Regions from separate parts of the Mus musculus genome. Here regions 1 and 3 are each linked to region 2. The links are chromatin contacts, called in public promoter capture Hi-C maps. All regions are on one chromosome and are shown on one strand. Each heading gives the region's core, a stretch centred on a gene start, on an enhancer-like site or on the middle of the called end of the contact. The rest is flanking DNA. Distances are from core to core; before and after follow the strand shown. Region 1 holds the start of Srek1 (splicing regulatory glutamine/lysine-rich protein 1). Region 2 holds the start of Ccnb1 (cyclin B1). Region 3 holds the start of Ankra2 (ankyrin repeat, family A (RFXANK-like), 2).

Evidence for each region. Promoter capture Hi-C pulls out the DNA fragments that hold promoters and counts their contacts.
Region 1: a promoter capture Hi-C map of liver shows a contact between it and region 2, with 11 times the contacts expected there. The contact joins the promoter of Srek1 here to the promoter of Ccnb1 in region 2. A contact is called at or near these places in 7 of 39 promoter capture datasets (the C10 cell line, cranial neural crest, embryonic stem cells and 4 more), 2 of 115 datasets of contacts at active chromatin or transcription factors (astrocytes and embryonic stem cells) and 1 of 9 other capture datasets (adipose tissue).
Region 3: a promoter capture Hi-C map of liver shows a contact between it and region 2, with 5 times the contacts expected there. The contact joins the promoter of Ankra2 here to the promoter of Ccnb1 in region 2. A contact is called at or near these places in 2 of 39 promoter capture datasets (liver and neutrophils) and 1 of 9 other capture datasets (adipose tissue).

Annotation. Positions count from the first base shown.
Region 1 is chr13:103,773,255-103,775,954 of GRCm38.p6, reverse strand. It overlaps Srek1 (splicing regulatory glutamine/lysine-rich protein 1), which reads left to right and starts at 1,347. Exons shown (of 12, transcript NM_001361085.1): 1 at 1,347-1,656. The coding sequence starts at 1,496. Gm52054 (a long non-coding RNA gene) reads right to left here and starts at 1,338. Exons shown (of 4, transcript XR_003950659.1): 1 at 919-1,338.
Region 2 is chr13:100,785,080-100,787,779 of GRCm38.p6, reverse strand. It overlaps Ccnb1 (cyclin B1), which reads left to right and starts at 1,294. Exons shown (of 9, transcript NM_172301.3): 1 at 1,294-1,398; 2 at 1,877-2,047; 3 at 2,162-2,323. The coding sequence starts at 1,378.
Region 3 is chr13:98,261,794-98,264,493 of GRCm38.p6, reverse strand. It overlaps Ankra2 (ankyrin repeat, family A (RFXANK-like), 2), which reads right to left and starts at 1,418. Exons shown (of 8, transcript NM_001271388.1): 1 at 1,018-1,418. Utp15 (UTP15 small subunit processome component) reads left to right here and starts at 1,502. Exons shown (of 13, transcript NM_178918.3): 1 at 1,502-1,619.

The DNA of each region.
Region 1 (2,700 bases), core at 98-2,597, 3.0 Mb before region 2:
CAACAAAGTCTTTTTGTTTTTGTTTTTCTTCTTTTGTTTTTTTGAGACAGGGTTTCTCTGTGTAGCCCTGGCTGTCCTGAAACTCACTCTGTAGACCAGGCTGGCCTCGAACTCAGAAATCCACCTGCCTCTGCCTCCCAAGTGCTGGGATCAAAGGCTTGCACCACCACCGCCCTGTGGCAACAAAGTCTTAATAATTAGTACATGTGTTGGGGTCTCCCTCCCCCAGCATAGCTGTAGCCATTTCGTTCCATGTCTGCTAGCTACTTCATATGTTGCTGTAGTGTGCCTGCCAGTCATTGACACAGAAAAATAACTTGACTCAGAACAGAGTCATGCTGATCACATACCCTGTTCTGTTCTGTGTGTTATGAGGTTTGTTAATCTTAAGAAATTCCACAACTGTAGGCTTCATGTAGGACCCATCAAATTAAAGGTCAATATAAACTGTCACGTCTAAAATGGCTTGAGTGAGGGCTGACTACCAGGCAGCCCTTCCAGCACCTGCATTGGAGCCCACTGTGGTTTGAGCGGTTTTAACCTTTAGAAGATGGCCATTAAGAAATATCCAGCGCTCAGCTTTTTGAGCTGTTGCCCTGGTCCATCAGGCTTGTGGTGTGAGTTATATAAACCATCCCTGTTTAACTGAGTTTGATGTTTGTGTGCTTTGTAGAGCAACTCCAGGACCCCAATAAGTTTTTATATTGTGGGCCCACAGGAATGGACTTGAACCATGAACTTTGGATATAGCTGCTCTGGTTGAAAATGATTGCGCAGTATTAAGGTGCAAGTTGCATGTAGACAGTTTGTGTCTTTTACCTGCCTTTGTCTAAAAGTATAGATATTAGGGCCCGCTAGTAAATAAATTGCATGTTATAAATTGACAGCAAAGCCTTTCATTCACTCATTTACCCTAACCTCCATAATTGGTGTGAAAATTTCCAAGAATTCTCATAATCAGGGTGCCTGCCAATTTTGAAAATAGGTTAAGCGGGGTTGCAGCCTGTATTTAATAATGAAGCTATTGTTTGGTCAGGTATTAATGTATAATGTCCAGATGTCATTGTCCCTTTACCACTGCAGCCCAGGCCTCTGGGTTCCTCCGCCTGATGTGGAGAAAGAGCCGAGCTGCTTAACTGACAGAAGCATCGAGAAGTGATGGAGTTTGTAGGCACAACCTCCGCAACCCTCACTGCAGCAGCAGGTAAACCTCTCTGAAGACCTAGTGACGCCTAGCAACAGTCCCGGCGACCTGACCCCAGGGCTGCGGCCGCCAGGACCCGCGGGGAGCCGCCGCGTTGCCAGGGCGACGCTTCCGGCCGGCGCGCGCAGCCCCCGGAGCAGGAGAGTTGCGCGATGGGCGGCTAGACGTGCCCGGGCGCGGAGGATTAGCTCTCGGGAGCGCGCTCGCGGCCGCGCGCCTCTGCTTCCCAGGCTCCGTCGCTGACGCGTCGTGGACGTTGGGGAGCGGGAAGGCAGCAGCAGCGAGGCCGGGATGAACAGCGGCGGCGGCTTCGGCTTGGGCTTAGGCTTCGGCCTCTTCCCTACGACGGTGATTCAGGTGACGAACCTCTCGTCGGCGGTGACCAGCGAGCAGATGAGGACGCTCTTTTCCTTCCTAGGAGAAATCGAGGAGCTACGGCTCTACCCCCCAGAGTGAGTGCTGGAGCCCGGCGGGGGGAGGGGCGCGCCGCCATCCAGACCTCGGGCGCCGAGGGAGGCACGGGGCGAGCGCGGGCGTCACGTGACGGCGCGCTTCCCTAGGCGGCCATGTTTGATGAGGGCACCCGGCCGGCCGCGGGGCCTCTCCGCGGTGAGGTTTTGTTAATTGAGCTCCACGCGGGGTTCCTGCAGAGGACTTAGGGGTGCCTTCCTCTCTCGAGCCTCCGGGACTGTGGTTGATGCCCGGCCTTCGAGTTGGGTGCCCCGGGCCTTTGGTTTCCCCCGAACTTAAGATGGCCGCAGGTGGGCCGGCGACAGTCCTCATGGCAAATGCCTATAACGTTTCTTTTTTTTTTTTTTTTTTTTGCACTGGGAGAATCGTGGAGAACGCCAGCAACGCCAACGCCCGGACCTCTAGGTCTTAATGTCAGGCTGCTAGCGCTGCTGAGGGAGCGAGCGGATGACAACATGGAATCGGGGCTGTTTTTGTTCTCCGGGGTGATCTTAGACATTTACCATCGTTTTGGTTTTTCTAACCGAGCCCATATTCACGATCTTAAAGATCACGTCAATCTCTCCTTTTGGCAACAGCCTGAATTTTCCTTCTCCAAGAAGGTCACGCTGGCTCAGACGTTTCAAAAAGTATAAATCGGTGCAGAATTATCACTACTGTGTACATGTGTTTAAAATCCAGCGCTCGCTTCTTAGGCAGTGTACTTGAAGTGGTAAATTTCCCTTATGCAGTATTCACTAATCGGATAACTTGTAATGGTTTTACCGTTCGTAACATTCTCACACTCATAAACTTTAAGAAAATACTAAGGGCCACGGTATTTTGTTCTTTATGCTAAAATTATTTGAAGGAAAAGTTGTCCACGATTTTTTTGGGAAAAGATTTTGGCTTATTTCATAGTCATGCACACAGAACAATATATCTCTCTACTCTCTGTAAGTAGCAGAATGGCTACAAATTGATTTCTTACGGATGTGACTATTTAATGTTATGCATTCAAAAAAGTTGAAATAAAACAGTGACTG
Region 2 (2,700 bases), core at 45-2,544:
AAGTGAATAGAGACAGAGAAAGAGAAGGGACGAGAAGGGGGGGTGGGAGAGAGAAAGAGAGAGAGGAGAAAAGATGGGGGGAGGGAGAAGGAGAAAAAGAAGAAAAGAAGCTGGCCAGGAACCTGTGAAGAGAGGGAGAAGGGAGAGAGGGAGAAAAGGGACAGAGAGAGAAAAGAGGGCAGAGTCAGAGAGAGAGGGAGAGGCCAAACAGTCCTTTTTATAGCAAGCCAGGCCTACCTGGCTGTTGCTAGGTAACTGTTGGGCGGAGCATAGAAGGAATGCCAACAACCTGTGCTACAAGAGATCCTGGTCAATAAATAAATCCGCGTTAGTGTTACTGAAAATTAATGTGGAAAATTTCACTGAAGTTAATAAGCCTTAATAAGGAGTTTGACATAGAAAGATAGAGAGTTGCAATAGAGATCTTTGTTAAATAAGATTTTACAAAACTATATTTTTGGAGTAATCTTAAACTTAGAGCAAAATTAAGCATAAGGCACATTTTCTTTTATCACTGGGGCAGTCGCTATTGGGGAGCTTGGTATGTTAATCTATTTGCTTATAATAACCATTTACAGCTGGGCGGTGGTGGCACACGCCTTTAATCCCAGCACTTGGGAGGCAGAGGCAGGTGGATTTCTGAGTTCGAGGCCAGCCTGGTATACAGAGTGAGTTTCAGGACAGCCAGGCCTATACAGAGAAACCCTGTCTCGAAAAAACAAAAAGCAAAAACAAAACAAAAAACATTTACTATGTGTATGTGTGCTAAAACTTCATGCTATCAACCTCAAAATCCATCCCAGATAGCTGTTGGAACAGTCATATTAAAGACCGTCTCTGCAACAAAGCTTTCGGGAACTCTTAAGATAGTATTGGCACTTCTATAGAAGAGGATGAGAAACAATAAATAGGACAACAGCAAAACTGATATGCGTACTCCCCACAGTCATTTTCCTAAAGTCCAACGGAGTCGCCTGGGCTAGCTTGGACAGCACACAAGTGAGCACTGCACGCCATGCCTACCTAAGGCAGGTGGCAGCAATGCGACTTGTGCGCAGGCATAGAGCCTGACCTCGCGAGGGGTGGGCGGTGCTGCCAGCGGCAGCCTCGCTCTGGCCCCGCCCCCGCCCCACCCCCGCCGAACTTGGGATCGCGGGATCGCCCAGGAAACGCATTCTACGGGAACCCGCGGCGCCAATGGGAAGAGAGCGAGTGCCACGAACTGGCCAATGAGGAGCGAGCGGCCCGGGGTTTAAACCTAAGCCCGGCAGACTCCTCCCGGCGTGCTGCGGAGGAACGGCTGTTAGTGTTTAGCTGTGGATAGCCAGAGGTTAGGGTGTCTTCTCGAATCGGGGAACCTCTGATTTTGGAGGAGCCATGGCGCTCAGGGTCACTAGGGTGAGTCGGGCCAGGCGCTGCGGTGATCGCGGCGGGAGAAGACCGCGGGATCCCGGAGCGGGAGGGGGATCCGGGAGGGCTCCGGCGAGGCCGGGGAGCTGAGGACCCACCTTATGGAGGGTGAAAAAGACCTCTGGACCTATCTGGGCTGCAGGACTTGTGGGGAGTGGGTGCTGTGCTCTTAATGGTGAAGGCCCAGGGTGAATTCTTCGCCTTCCCGGAGAGCTGTCTACGACGGAGGCTTTTATGGCATCCTTTCCGATGTAAATTCACCATGTTTAGGGTGGCTTAGGACTTAAGGGGAAACTGGATTAAAGGTGAAAGATTTGGGTGGAAACTTGCTTGTCACGGCTGGAGGCTAGATCCTACCACCCTTGCTTTCCTTAGTTAGGTCCCGCCTTAATTAACCCGTGACTTCCTCGGGGCTGCCTGCTTGCTGCCGTGGACCCTTTTCAAGTTGTTCTTTTACTTCTTTCAGAACACGAAAATTAACGCAGAAAATAAGGCCAAGGTCAGTATGGCAGGCGCCAAGCGTGTGCCTGTGACAGTTACTGCTGCTTCCAAGCCCGGGCTGAGACCGAGAACTGCTCTTGGAGACATTGGTAATAAAGTCAGCGAAGAGCTACAGGCAAGAGTGCCTCTGAAAAGGGTAACTATCGCCCTGAAAAGGGTACCGATCTCCCTAGCCCAATTAACCTGAAAAGGCCCATCTTCTAGCTGTCACCCTTGGGAAAACATTCTGTTCTCTCCCTTTCATCCACAGGAAGCAAAAACGCTAGGTACTGGAAAAGGTACTGTTAAAGCCCTACCAAAACCTGTAGAGAAGGTGCCTGTGTGTGAACCAGAGGTGGAACTTGCTGAGCCTGAGCCTGAACCTGAACTTGAACATGTTAGAGAAGAGAAGCTTTCTCCTGAACCTATTTTGGTAAACTTGCATTTTTTAAAAGTTTGTTTCTTCTCTCTGACTTCATTTCACGTTGATGCACATGACAGCATTTAAATATATTACTTATTATTGAGTGGCTAGCAAAAACATTTTACATGCATTAACGACTCTGGGGTGAGTATTAGCACCCTGCGTCAAATGGTGGCAGATAAATATGGTGGGGCTTTTTGTTTTATGTAGACACCAGAGTCTCACTCACTATGTACTCCTGGCTGGCCTGGGACACGGATGTGGGCATAAATCATTTTCTTTTCTGTGTCTCTGTAGCTCATGCTGTCCTTGAACTTGAGATTTCCACCTCCAATGCTGGGATGGTATATTCAAAAACTATTTTTAAAAAGATTTCAGGCAGAGAA
Region 3 (2,700 bases), core at 169-2,668, 2.5 Mb after region 2:
TGCTCTATCAACTCCATCACTGAGGTCAGTAAGTAAGCAGCAATACAAGAATACAAAACTTCCAGGAGAGACATGAAGACACTACAGTCACACAAAGTATCACATAACAAAGTTGCTACATTTTGTCAGAAGGCCACAGGAACAGAAAGTTAGTTTATAGCACTCAATGGGAACTGTTTCTAAGGAAAGAACAATTTCTTCTAGGCACGTGTGGGTTGAGCCGCAACTCCACCCCCTCTCCTCCCCAGTTCTCCCAGGGGATGTCCAGTGCTATTCTCTTGAAAACTTCCTTTCAAGCTCCCATTAAAGGGGGAAAAAACTGCCAGATGGAGATCTTTTTTCTTTTGACACGAGGTCTTACTTATTTTGTAGCCTCGACTCTGACTCCGGAGTGCTGGGATTAAAGGTGTGTACCACCTCCCTCACCTGGTTTAAGATCACTCTTAGGAGCCACCGCACACAAAACCTACCTAGTGCCTCATATTTTCTGATCTTAATTTGGACAATTTTTTTTTTTACAGTTTCTTTCCCATATTTTCTAATTGGGTCTGATAATTTATTTTCAACACCAACTAATTCGATGTGCTAGACATGCAAATCACGAGTTTCCCGAGACTCAATCCTTCCTAAAATGGGGTTAAAATAGTCACCTCTTTGCGGACCCCTATAGAACAATAGGTTTCAATAGACGGAATTACCAGTCTTTGACCAGAGAACAGGAAAGGAAAAGGGAACGGTTATCTAGACTGGATTACAGAGATAAGCAAAGACTGTTGATTCGCCAAGACTTGAAGCACAAGGGAGGGAAAAAACGAAATGACAGAGATGGTGAGAAAGAGTTAAGAAAGAAAGGGTGGGTAGGCTCGCCAGCCAGACGCCTGGGAAGGGAGAGTATAATGCAAGCAGGGGGCACAGTCCCCAATGGAAGCTAATCACAGAGGCTTCGGGTTCTTCCTAATTCTTGAAATTGTCCTACAGTGGGGGCAAAGGTGCTATAAAAAACGAAAGGCGTCTCACGGGCGACAGGTGTCCGGGCGGGCGTTCCCGCTCTACGGCCGCGGGGTGACACCCGCTCCCGCTCCGACGCGGCGAGCGGATCCGGGGACAGGGGCCGGTCAGGCGGGTGGTACACGCGCCCTGAGCTCAGCGGGAGAGCGGCTCTGGCCTGGCCTAGCCAGATCGGTCCCGAGCCCCGGGCCTGCTTCGGGCCCAGACGTCACTTCCTATCTTTTATCTCCTCTGGAAAAAGCCCAGAGCGTTCGGTGAAGGCGAGACGACTCCCAGGGATCGCTTCTTGTTTCCCTAGCGCCCCGTAGCCCATCCTCTCGGAGAACCATGGATCGCCTCAGTTCCGGGTCATTGGAGAGCGGCCCGGGGCCCCGCCCAGGGCCCCGCCCACCAGGGCGCTTTCTTGTAGTTCTTTGGGTCGTAAACCTTCTGCGCCTGCGCTGCACGTCATCTTCCCGCGACGCGCCTCTGCGCCTCCGCGTTTCCGGCTCCTGGACTGTCCGCGTGATTTTGAGCGAGTGCTGCAGAGCGGTATGCTGTAGGGAGCTGGCGAAGTCTGGGGAGTCGTCCTGGGGATCGGTGCCTCGGTGGACCCTCGGGGCCCCGCGGAGGTAGGCGATGGCGGCTCCCGGTGGCGGCCCAGGCTCTGCTCAGTCCTCACTGTGATCTCTGACATCCTGGACGTCTGTTCTGGGGCTTCCCCCGGAGATCACTGAACTTATCTGCCTCCGCGATTTAATTTTGACCCAGGCTTTGCTCCTCTGTAGTCGCTCTCCTAGCCACCTCTGTCAGTCCCTGGAGCAATCTCTTCTCCAAGGCCAAGGACAGAATTCTGTTTTAGTGATTTGAGGATGGCTGGGTATTCGTCCCTCTCTGCACCTCCGCTCTGCTTCTTTTGTGCCCATCGTGCCACATTATGCTTAGAGACCCCGCTGAAATGACATTATGTCCAGGTAGAATTAAACATCTCCCTCTTACATGTTCTCAGTACCCTTCAGGGTTTATTTGATCACACCTTGTGTCGTAATGCCTGTTATTCCGTGAATCCCAGTTTCTTAGGTCCTGACTTGGTCCAGTGATTTTCCTAACATTCGTTTTCATAGCATCTCATTGCTTGTTCTGTCTTCCCTTGCACGTCCCCGCCAATGCTGTTCTTCATTTGTGTAACTTAGCAAGCCAGCGCTACTTCTCACTTCTTTCCTCGAAAACCTTTCATTTCTTGAAAAATAGACTTAGGAGGTACTATTCCTGGGACAGATCTATTCCGGTGCCTGTTTTTATCTAGTGAGCCAATAATGGTTTTTGCAGATAAACATACTGTCTTATGTACAGTGATTTGGCTTGAAACTAAATGAAATAGGCCTTGACCTCAAAGAATTGTATTTCCTTTCAACAACAACAAATGCGTTTGTGAGTACTAGTGAAAAAATTTCTTGCCATGTCATTAACTATAGAATATCTTCTGCTTTGTCGGTTGGTTGGCCAGACCTAAAATATTTACCATCTGGCCCTTGATAGTGTTTGAGAACACCTGTTGGAAGGCAGAGAGGGATTTCTGAGGGACAGAATGACTTCCTGTGCTGACCTTAAATAGGAAGTACGTAGTGAAAGGGCATTCCTGGTATGTTAAAGCAAAAGTGAGTGTGAAGTGAATGAACCTTGGTTTGCTCTGCTTCATCAAAATAGCAATTA